Linked DNA regions of Capra hircus: region 1 is linked to region 2. The links are chromatin contacts, called in public Hi-C maps. All regions are on one chromosome and are shown on one strand. Each heading gives the region's core, a stretch centred on a gene start, on an enhancer-like site or on the middle of the called end of the contact. The rest is flanking DNA. Distances are from core to core; before and after follow the strand shown. Region 1 holds the start of LOC108633856. Region 2 holds the start of DCTPP1 (dCTP pyrophosphatase 1).

Region 1 (6,038 bases), core at 1,387-3,886, 230 kb before region 2:
ACACTAATGTAAAGAGGAATATGTGTATCCAACAGGCTTGACAGCCCACCTGAGTATCAAAAAGTCTCCAAACTCAGCTACCTAGCTAGCGAGGATCATGGAAACATGGCTAAAACCTGCCACATTCCTTGTGCCTCAAAGCCAGCAGCCCAAAGCAGCAGCAGAGAAGGAATCTACCCCACTTTCTAACCTGTGTTTGCAAGATTGGGAGCTGAGGGTGAGCAGGGGAGGGGCAACTCTGCATGGTCCCACTCCCAGGCTCCTCTTTGGATGCCTGAAGAACGACTGGGTCGTTGTCACCACTGCTGCTGGCCGAGGGGCTGGCGTCCGGCTGCAGGGCATGCTGGGAGCTGGCCTCATTCTGGGCCACAGGCCACCGGGACCCGCCTTCCAGGGCCCGGGGCCCACTAGGGCGTCCCAGCCTCCGCTCAGGTCCACCGGCCTCTGGAGCACCTAAAGTAGGGTAAAAACAGTAGAAAGTGGATTTAGAAAGATTAAATAATCCTTTTAAAACCCAGGAATAACACTAACAAAGATAACTGAACAGTGATTACAGCTTAAGTTTCTTGAGCATCTATTATGTGTCAAATTCTATACTTAGTACTTGATGTGTTCTATAATTCTCACATCTTCCTTATAAACCAGATACTTTTCAAGCCATGATAAATGTTTTAGTTCCTTCTACATGCTGAAAAAAAGAGCTATGCAGAAAAGATGGCTGACTTAAATGGAGCTTACATTCTAGCATTTCTAAGTTAGGAAATCATAATGCAAATAGAGCAAATGACTTGCACAAGGTCACACAGTAAAGAAGTAGGAGGAGGAGAACAGACTAAGACAGTCTGATGTCAAAACCCAAGAATGTGCTACTCTCCCTGATGGAGGCAAGCTGTGATTCAGATCTCTCTATCCATAGACTCAGTACTGTGTTGCACCACAATCATTATCTTAAACATCTCTCCATTAGCATCAGTATATGGAAGTGGTATTTGAGCCCTCACCTGTGTGAGCTGAGACCACACCCCCTGTGAAAGTCTGCACTTCCACGGTGCCGCCGTACTGAGGGGAATCAGGCCTGAAACAGGGAGGAAAACAGCAGTGAGGAACTAATTCACATCTACCAACACCCATCAAAGCCTTCTTTACACCAACTTTTGAAGTCTTTTTAATAAACCCAAGTCAGTTCAAAGGCTGAAGAGAATTAACAGTAGTAGAAAAAGATCACATTTCCAAAAATTGAAAACAAACCATGTGCTGTGAAAACAGAATTTCTTAGGGATATTAGATTCTGGCTGGGGAAGAGAAGCTGGCAAGTGAAGCCTCGACAAGAAGTTTAAAAAGCTGAAGGGTAAAAGGCTCCAACCGCTGAAATTAACAAAGCCAAAAAAGCTGTCACATCCAGAAGCTCAAAAGATGCTGGCTGTCTGGCAGCCTGCTCTCCTTTCCAGTGAGGGCTGAACACAGGAGAACCCACCCTTCCTCAGGGGAGCCCTTCGACTCCTACACCTGCCCCATAAGACACTTCCTCAAACACCAGAACTAGAGCTACCTTAGAGTAGCACTCAGAGGTAAGGAAAGCCTAAAAGCAAAGAACCATACTCCGGAAATAGGCAGGGTAAACCCACAAAAGTCCCGGAAGTGTTTCCCCAGTGTTTAAGGAAATTCCTTAACCACGGCGCAGCCTTTGATTCACTCCCTGTTCCACAAGTCACTGGAATCGCGCTAACAACCAGAATCAAGAAGTATGAACTCCCGACCCCCGGCTTCATTACCGTCTCCCAGCGTGTCCCAACAGCCTGACCCGGCGTGACCCCTGACCTCTGCCCCAACTTGCCACTAGCCCTAAGATGGCCCCGCCCCCTCCTAGACTCCCACCCCACCCAACGTGAGCGACTGGGGGAGGGGCCCGCGCGTGCGCGCCTGGAGGCGGAGAGAGCCGGCTGCGCGCACCGCCCGGGGGCTCCCGCCAGAACCCAAACCCACGCACACAAGGGTCGCAAAGCTAGGCAGTCTTTCATCCCTGCCGGTCAGGGAGCAACCCCCCACCACCACCAGACCGCGAAAGGCTGAGATAAAGGAGGGCTAGTGCCGCTAGGTCCTAGCTCCTGACTGGATATGGTGGGCGCGCGCCCCGACTACTCGTCCCACGCCCCCCTTCCTCTTCCCGCGCGCCCCTGAGAGGGGGCTGGGGTTGATGGGCGGGCAGGAGCGCACCTGGGTCCGTCCTCTCAGGGCTCGCTCGCTCGCTCAGGTACGCGTGCGCAGACCGGCGGGAGGGGAGAGGAGACGCGCCCGGGCCCAGCGCCGGCCAGCCTGGCCCCCCTGAGCCTGTCTCTATGGGCGCGCGCCGACAGCCTCGCGCACCGGCCCCGGGGCCCCGGCCGAAGGTGCGCGCGCAGCATCCCGGGAAGGTGGGAGGGGAGGCGGTGGCGGAAAGATGCGCGCGCAATCACCCGTCAGGGGAGGGGGAACTGTGAGGCGTCCGCCATCTTGTCTCCCTCTCCTTACCTGCGTCCTCGGGGGCGTGCGCACCACCCCCCCTCCCGCCGAGGAGGGGGGAGGGCCCCCTCTTGGCCGCCGCCTTCGCGGCCTTTAAATTCCCCTGGGGCCCGCGGCTACTACCACCGCCTTGCTTCCACTGCTTCCTCTCGCGGCACAGTGATGCGGGCGGGCGGTGGGAAAAGTGGAAGACGCTACTCGCAGCGAACCGCCGCCGCCGCTTCCGAGGCCTCACCAAAATGGCCGCCGCCGTCTCGGCCGCCACCACCAACACCACCGCCACCACCACAGCTCACTATCGCTACCGCCGGCGCGGCCCGTCCTCTCGCGAGAAACAGTAACTGGAGGTTGGGGGAGCGAGGAAGCTCGCGTGCTAGCGTAGGGCGCTGCCCGAAGCGCAAGGCCGGCTGGGAGATGTAGTCCGCGCGGGGAAAGCGCTTGCCCGCGACGAAGCGTTTTTATCCACTACGGAACCTGCTGCTGGAGCTGCATTGCGGCTGCCAACTCGGATGAGTCCGCCTCACTTTAATAGATCACCCGGAGTGCAAAGCAATTTCTCAGGTACTTTTAGCTAGTTAGCAGTGGAGCATGGGCTTCTGGATTCATATGGCAGTCCACTTATGTAGACCTGCTTCATTTCACACAAGGGTTGTTTAGTCTCTTAAGTTGTCACCGACTCAATACAACCCCATGGACTGCAGGACGCCCGGTTTCCTCGCCTTTCGCTATTTCCCGGAGTTTGCTCAGACTTACGTTCATTGAGTCAGTGATGCTGTCCAACCATCTCATCCTCTGTCTTCCCCCTTATCCCCCGTCCCTCAATCTTTCCCAGCATCAGGGTCTTTTCTAATGAGTTGGCTCTTGCCATCAGGCGGCCAAAGTATTGGAGCTTCAGCATCAGTCCTTCTAATGAATATTCAGCATTGATTTCCTTTAGGATTGACTGGTTTGATATCCTTGCAGTCCTAGGGACTCTCAAGAGTCTTCTCCGGTATCACAATTCAAAAGCATCAATTCTTCGGCGCTCAGCCTTCTTTATGATAGTATTCCCAATAATTCCTAAGCATTTATGCTGTTTGCCAGCTTTCTAGGTTGAGTACCCCTTTTGAGAATCTGATATCTTCACCCAATTCATAGCCAACCAGCCTAAGTCACAAGGATACAAACACTCAAAATTTACCACCTAAAGCCTACCCTAGAAGCCAGGTTAGAAATCCAGGGTAAAGCTCTCATTCAACTTCTCTTCATTCACTCAGTTTAGGTCTTCCCCATTCTACTCGAAGAGTTGATGATTCTCTCTGTGTAAGTGATTTAAAGTACTGTTTTTCTTACAGTAAAGACCATGAGTTGAAAACAAAAACCTAGTAGGGCCAAGAAGGTAATGTAAAAGCAAAGAGAGCAAATAAGGAATACCAGGAACAGGAGACCATGTGCTCTGTCCAAAAGTAATAACCTCTGTTCAAACCACTGTTCCTGTGGTCGCCCTACAGGAATGTAGGCCAAAATACATCAGATTCAGGCTGTCAGTTTGCTACCTCTGTTCTTTGCTGGAGCCTCAGGGCACACAGAAGCATACAGGATGGATTGATTGAAAATGTAGATAAATGCCCATCTATTTAGACCCAGTTCAAAGTGTTTTTTCTAAGCCAGGATTACATATTCTCTGAGACACCATCATAGAACTTCACTGAGCTTCCAAGAGTCTCAGATTTCTTACCCTTGCCATATAATTTTTTTTAATCCTTTTTCAAGACTTTTCCTTCAGAATTTAGCTCAAAGGCCACAACCCTCAGGTGATCTCTCTTGACCACCATCAGGCTGGTTTAATACCCCTTCTGGTTCCCACAGCCTCCTGGGCTTCTTAAAACACTGATTGAATTGTATCTGGATTCGCAGTCTGTGCACCCCACCCCCAAAACTGTTGTCAACTCCTTGAAGGTAGGGCCACGGTGTATACATGACAATTCTCAATGCCAGTCTCAGAAAGATTATTCAGGAAATTTGATAGTATTATCACACCTTATTTTAAAAATAAATAACTAATATTGGTTATGTGAGCTCAAGTCTAAAATTTGTCTTCCATTTCCATGACTGTAACTGTGGTCCAGCCACCATCATCTCGTGGCTTGGATTACTCCCGGGCCTCCCAGTTCCACTCCTGTTTTCCATTACTCTGTTCTCCGCACAGCCACCAGAGTGACCTTTTCATATATATCAGATCATGACGCTCTCACACTTGAAATCCCCAAATGGCATCTTAGTCCTCTTACATGAAAATTATGTATCACGGCTTAACATTCCCATAGGACAGACATGTGGAGATGAAGAATAAATACATGTGATTCAGATTATAAAAGGTTTAAGAGCAACAAAAATTAACAAAAATCAGAACAATAACCAGTAGGGGAGAAGGGTTTTAACTGGAAAGATGCACAAAGGGGATACTAGAAATGTATCAGAGGTTGGTAAACTATAGCCCAAAGAGCAGGTCCTGCACACCACCTGTTTTTTGTACAGCTGACAAGCTAAGTGTTTTCTTAAATATTTTTATTTTTGGCTGCACTGGGTCTCCATTGCTGTGAAGGCTTTCTCTAGTTGTGGTGAGCAGGGGCTACCTTTCATTACACTTTGTGGGCTTCTTATTGTGGAGGCTTCTCTGGTTGTAGAGCACGGGCTCTAGGTTCTCAGGCTTCAGTAGTTGCTCAGTAGTTGTGGCTCTCAGGCTCTAGGGCACAGGCTCAGTAGTTGTGGTGCATAGGCTTAGTTGCTCCACAGCTTATGGGATCTTTCTGGACCAGGGATTGAACCCATGTCCCCTGCATTGGCAGATGGATTTTTAACCACTGGACCACCAGGGAAGTCCTAGGAAAGGCTTTTATATTTTCAAATGGTTGAAGAAAAAAGAAGGAAAATATTTTGTAATATGTTAAAATTACATGTAATTCAAATTTCAGTGTCTGTAACTAAAGATTTATGGGAATCAGACCATGCCCATTCATTACATAGCAACTAGGGCTGCCTTCCTGTAATAGTGGAGCTGAGTAGTTGCACCAGAGACCATAGGCCTACAAAGCCTAAACTATTTTCTGTCTGGCACCTTACCAAAAATGTTTGCTGACTCCTGTTTTATATCTCGATCTAGATAAGGTCACATCCATGGGTGAATACAGACGTAAACCTTCACTAAAATGTCCATGTAAAAATTGTATACTTGCAACTAATGCACCACAACTACCGAGCCAGTGCTCCAGAGCCCATGAACCACAGCTACTGAAGCCCAAAGTAACAAGAGAAGCCACACAATGAGAAGCCTGAGCACCACCACTAGAGAGTAGCCCCCTCGCTGAAACTGGAGAGAGCTCTCATGCAGCAACGAAGACCCAGCACAGCCAAAAATAAATACATCTTGAAAAATATATCTAAAAAAAAAAAATTGTAGGACTTCCCTGGTGGTTCAGTGATAAAGAATCCACCTGCCAGCGCAGGAGACATGGGGTCAATCGCTGATCCAGGAAGATCCCACATATGGTGGCGCAACA
Region 2 (5,951 bases), core at 3,055-5,554:
TTGTCTCTGGGACCTGACTGGCCCAGGTTCCCCTACCCGGACACCACCTTCGCAGTTTACAGGCCTTTGCCGCTTTGTTCTCCGGCTGCTGCTGCCACTTCCACTCCAAGTTTTCCCAAAGAGCCTTACTGAGACCAGTTGCACCTGTTTGGCTCTAGTGGGGAAGGTGGCCAAACTCTTGAGTGGTACAAGGGTGTATGTGTGCCTGTTTCAGCAAAAACAAAGTTCCGTCCACTCTGTCATTAAACATTTATTAGCCGGCAATGGAGAAACACCTTTGTATGTTTGTTTTAGCTGCGCTGCCCAGCACGCAGTATCTTAATTTCCTGACCAGGGGTGAACACAGGCCCCCTGCAGTGGAAGCAGAGTCTTAACCGCTGGACTGCTAGAGAAGTCCCGTTTGGTCTCTAGAGGATGATGTCGTGGGAGCAAAGAACTTGGATGTCCCTGCAGGATGCTTTGGAAGAGCTTTACAGCTCTGCCAGGGAACCTCCTGCGGGGTGGAGGGGGGTTGGGCAGAGGCAGTCTCAGTGAGAGTGCCTCCTCCTTCAGATCAGTCTCCAAGGACCATTTGACCTGTGAACTCTAGAGGTCCTGAAAACCTGACTCTTAAAAAATCTGCGATGATGCAGAGGACTCCCGAGAAAGTTGCTCTCCAAGTGGTATTTTATATTCCAGTAAGAGTTTGTCTTCAGGCTAGAGAAGCTGGGCTTCCCAGGTGGCACTAGTGGTAAAGAATCCGCCTGCTAGTGGAGGAGACACAAGAGATGAGGGTTCGAACTTTGCCATCAGGGAAGATCCCCTGCTGTAGGAAATTGCAGTCCGCTCCAGTATTCTTGCCTGGAGAATTCCATGGGCAGAGGAGCCTGGCAGGCTACAGTCCATGGGGCAGCAAAGTCAGACGTGGCTGAGCACACACACAACTGGAGAAGCTTAGTAAACACCAAGGAAGGTGCTAGGGGTGGTACTTGGCTCCGGAAACTTTTAGTACCCAGATCCATAAGGCAGCTCAATGCTCCAAACTTCAGACCTGTATATTCACCTACCTGCTGGACATTGCCTGGATGTTTTGCCTAGATCTCAGACTCAACCTGTCCCAAACTGAATTCAGTATCTTCCCTCCTACCACCACTTCCAGATCTTCTATGTCCTCATTTCAGCAAATGACAAAACCATTCATCTATTTACTCAAGCCAGAAACCTAGGAGTTACCCAGGACACCCTCATATCTCCGACCTCCCATATCTAAATTCCATGTTGCCTAATCCAGGAGCAAATTCTGTGCTCTCACTTTACCCAGCTGCTCCGCCGCATCAGATGTCCACTCATTCTGGAATGCTTTCCTCTCTTGGTGTCCATAACTTCACACTCTGTCAATTTTCCTCCTACCTCACCTTCTCTTCTCTTGTTATTGAGTCGCTCAGTCATGTCTGACTCTGCAACCCCACGGACTGTAGCCTGCCAGGCTCCTCTGTCCCTGGGATTTCCCAGGCAAGAATACTGGAGTGGGTTGCCATTTTCTCTTCCAGGACATCTTCCCGACCAAGGGATCGATCCTCCTCTCTCTCACGTTGGCAAGCAGATTCTTTACCAATGAGCCATACCCCAAATCTTAGTCTTGCCTACCTAGATTCTTGTACTAGTTATTCTCGAATTCCCAAGCTTTAGTGTTTAAATGACAGAGACTACCAAATCTGAATTTTCAGCCCTCATCTTGCCTCTAAGCCTTAGGCTCATAAATCTACCTGCCAACTTGATGTGGGTCTTCACTTGCTTTGTCCTAAAGCACACTTCTGATGCCTCTTGTGTTCAATCCTGCATCTCATCTTCCTCATCCCAGTATTAGTCACCATCCATCCACCAAGCTGCTCAGCACTCAAAACCTGCAAGCCATGCTTGATTCTACCCTTTCTCCCATCTCACTAGTTTAAAACCAACAAAACCTACAGGTCTATCTCCAAGATATGCATCTATTTTTTTTCATCTTCACCTGCCATCAGCCCAGGCCAATTCATCAACATCTCTTGCTAGAAAACTGCAGTAACGCATCTCCCTGCTTCTTACCTCTTGCCCTCCTCTGGTTCATTCTCTTTGAAACTATTTGTTTATTTATTTTTGGCTGCACTGAATCTTTGCAAGGGCTTTCTCTAGTTGTGGTGAGTGGGGGCTACTCCCTAGTTGCCATATGAAAGCTTCTCACTGCAGTGGCTTCTCTTGTTGTGGGGCATGGGCTCTAGGCCATGCGGGCTTCAACAGTTGCAGCACAGGCTCAGTAGTCATGGTGCACTGGCTTAGTTGTTACCTGACATGTGGAATCTTCCTGGATCAGGGATCGACCTCATGTCTCCTGCATTGGCAGATGGACGCCACCTTATCTTCTTATCCACGGCACCACCAGGCAAGTCCCTCCTCCAGTTCATTCTTAACACAGCAGTAAGAGGGTTCAGAAATACAAAATATGATCATATGGCTCCCCTGCCTAAAATCCTTCAAAAGGTTCCCACATACTTAAAATCTAAAATAAAATAAAATATGAAATAAAATCAATGGTTGATTGATCTGATCTCATCTCTTTTTACTTCTCCAACACCACATCCCACCATTCTCCCCCTTGTTTGTTCACTGCATTCCTGCCACACTGGAACTCTTTTTGCATTTAGAACATGCCAAGCCTTCCCTACTTTAACCACTGATGTCCTCTCTACCTAGTACTCTATTCCCCTTGATTTTTCTTTAATGTTTTTTTAAAAATATGTATTTGGCTATGCCAGGTCTTAGTTGCAACATGCAGGATCTTTGATCGTCATTGCAGCATTTGGGAGACTTAATTGAGGCATTTGGGATATTTAATTGCAGCATGTGGGATCTAGTTTCCTGACCAGGGACTGAACCTGGCCCCCTGCATTGGGTGTGCATTGTCTTAGCCACTGGACCACCAGGGAAGTCCCCTATTTCCCTTGATTTATTAATAATTACTCAGGTTAAATGTCAATTTCTCAAAGACAAGTAGCAAAAACAAAACTCTAAAAGTGGTTTGACCAATAAAGGGATTTATTATCTTATATAACCAGAGTCTTAAATCCGGGCATCTCTGTAACCTATTTTAAAATAAGTGGCTCAGCAATGTTATCAAGGATCCAGGTCCTTTCTATCTTACTATCTACCATAGTACTTATCACCATTTGAAACAATATACCCACTCCGGTGTTCTTGCCTGGAGAATCCCAGGGACGGGGGAGCCTGGTGGGCTGCCGTCTATGGGGTCGCAGAGTCGGACACGACTGAAGCGCCTTAGCAGCAGCAGCAGTAGCAGCAGTGTAGGAGTTAACCCAGATTCTGAAGCCAAACTGCTTAAATTTGTAACCTGGCTACCACTTAACTAGCTGTAGAGTTAAATTACTCAATCTCTCAGTTTCTGTGTCTGTAAAATGGAGATGATGACTATAATATTAACTACCTCAGAGGGCTGATTTGAGGACTGAATGAATAGCTGTGAGGATTAAATATGTAAAATTGAAACAGCTTCCCTAGTTCCCCTAGAGGGTGAGATGGTTGCATGGCATCATCGACTCAATGGACGTGTGTGTGTGTGTGTGTGTGTGTGTGTTTTAGTGGCTCAGCCGTGTCCGACTCTTTGCGACCCCACAGACTGCAGCCAACCAGGCTTCTCTGTCCATGGGATTCTCCAAGGCAAGAATACTGGAGTGGATTGCCATTCCTTTCTCCAGAGGATCTTCCAGATCCAAGGATCGAACCCTGGTCTCTGGCATTACAGGCAGATTGTTTACCTTTTAGGTTACAGAGAAGTCCTCAAAGGACACGAGTTTGAGCAAACTCCGAGAGGCAGTGAAGGATAGGGAAGCCTGGCATGCTGCAGTCTACGGGGTCGCAGAGTCGGTCACGACTGAGCGACTGAACAACCCTAGTTCCAGTTCATTCCTCAGGCTCAGTTTTATCCTGGAGACATTCCTGTATCGTTTTAATAAACTCTCCTCTCTCCTTTAAACCATTCGTTTCTGGGGTTCGCCACGAGGCTCCCCGGTCTGTCATTTCGCTTTGGTGCCATCTGGCGTCCCAAAGGGAAATGACGCGCCTGCGCTCTCCGCTCTCTGCCCTTTGTCTCTTCCCCTAGTCGAATCTGGTACCTATATCTTTAAGGTTTTCGGTCAGACTCAAGAATTCAGGGGCGAGAGCCAAAGAACACCCGCTTGAAGTCCTCTCAGGTTGGTCCAGTCCGGGTAAGGGGAGGGATTTAGCTAACTCCACAAGAGTAACTGGTCTTTCCTTTGGCTCCGCCCCTATGAAGCAATCACAAACGCCTGTGATTGGTCAGGGGCTCTGGAGGCGGGGGCTCCGAGCTTGGCTGCTGGTTCTCCCTGACGGTCCCCGCTGCAGCTCGGTGGGCGGCATGTCCGCGAATGAAGAGATTCGTGGAGGTGCCAGAGGAGAGAGCACTACCGCTACCGGCCCCTTCAGCTTCAGCTCGGAACCAACGCTGGAGGACATGTAAGCCGTCCTTGCCCAGCCTGAGCTGGGTAGATCGCCCGTACTCCCTCCTTTCGGGTAGGGTCCCTCCACGTGTTCGGAAAGAAAGGCTAGCAGCTGTGCTCAGGTTCTAGTTCTGGGGGCTGACCCCAGGCGAACTTCTAACTTTCTCCTCTGCAAAATGGGCTTAACTATACACATCTGAGGCAGGGGACATGCCGGAGTACGGTGATGCTTCTGCCCTGCCTCTGTCCTCCAGGAGCGGGAGGTAGGATGGGAGCAAATGCAGTGTTGAGACGTCGAAGACATTTCTTTCTGGAGGAAATCCAGGAGGGCTTCTTGGGGGAAGTGTCCTGGGGCTGCATTCCATAAAATCAATAGGATTTAGATATGCAGAGACAGGGTTATTCCAGGTGGAGGAAAACTGCAGAAGCAGCAACAGGAAGTGGAATAATGAAAATGAGGGTATTATTAGATTTCGATAGTTTAGGGTCTGTGTAAGGATGCACCCATTTTACAGATGAGAAAACCACATCCTTTAAAAAAGAGATGACCTGTTTAGACCATCCAAAGAATTAGTTGCAGAATCCCCTCTGACTCGCATGCCCCCATTGCATCTCACTGAGTACCTGCCAGGGCTCTGCATCTCCTCCCCCATCCCCTAACCTTGGACCTGGACTTCCACCTCTTTCTCCCATTCCAGCCGCCGCCTCCATGCTGAGTTCGCTGCTGAACGAGACTGGGAGCAGTTCCATCAGCCTCGAAACCTCCTCCTGGCCTTGGTGGGGGAAGTGGGGGAGCTGGCAGAGCTCTTGTGAGTAGATGACAGGCTCTCTGGAAGAGTCTGTGTTGAGGAGGGGAGGGGAGGATTCATTTGACCATCAAATATCCATGGATCCAGTTTCCGCTCCTCACTGCCAAGCTCTTCTGTACCTGGTTGCTGGGCATTCAGAGAGATGACTTATGGGTCCACTGCCCTCTAGGGGCTCCCAGTCTCCTGGGAGAGAAAGGTGTAAAAACAGCAAGGTAGATCCAGGTCTGAGAAGGGGTGGTGGCAACCTTCCTTTACCTCTGCCTCTGGGGTAGAAAGGCTGATCTTCTATAGAAGGCATTCCAGAGAGGGGGAACCACATTTGCAAAGGTAGTGAGATGGAAAAGGGCGAGTTAAATTCAGTGAGAATGTAGGAATTCAGCGACAAGGTAGGATTCCTTTAGTGTAAGCTTCTTGACAAAGGGCAAGGGTTTTGTATCTGTCTTATTCTCTGGTGTGTCTCAAGTACCCAACACACAATAAGTACTTGATACATGTATCTCTTGTGGCTGCAGAGGAGAGGGGTAGGATAGGAACACAGAATGGTAGGATTCGGCTGGGAAGTAATGGAGTTCTGGACAGAACACCTGACCCGATTTGAGTGGTAGGAAGATCACTGTACCTGCAGAGTGGATTTGATCCCCTAGGAGAATTG

What was found. A called contact is a pair of places that touch in the nucleus more often than the background predicts.
Region 1: a contact with region 2 is called in a Hi-C map of blood, with 2.8 times the contacts expected there. The contact joins the promoter of LOC108633856 here to the promoter of DCTPP1 in region 2. A contact is called at or near these places in 2 of 5 Hi-C or Micro-C datasets (blood and liver).

Annotation. Positions count from the first base shown.
Region 1 is chr25:26,738,289-26,744,326 of ARS1.2, reverse strand. It overlaps LOC108633856, which reads left to right and starts at 2,636. Exons shown (of 4, transcript XM_018039987.1): 1 at 2,636-2,784; 2 at 2,787-2,846; 3 at 3,071-3,236; 4 at 3,990-3,997. The coding sequence starts at 2,662. The coding sequence ends at 3,997. It overlaps SRCAP (helicase SRCAP), which reads right to left and starts at 2,633. Exons shown (of 34, transcript XM_018040168.1): 1 at 2,509-2,633; 2 at 1,002-1,075; 3 at 191-453. The coding sequence starts at 244.
Region 2 is chr25:26,511,424-26,517,374 of ARS1.2, reverse strand. DCTPP1 (dCTP pyrophosphatase 1) reads left to right here and starts at 4,304. Exons shown (of 3, transcript XM_018041031.1): 1 at 4,304-4,506; 2 at 5,189-5,299. The coding sequence starts at 4,409.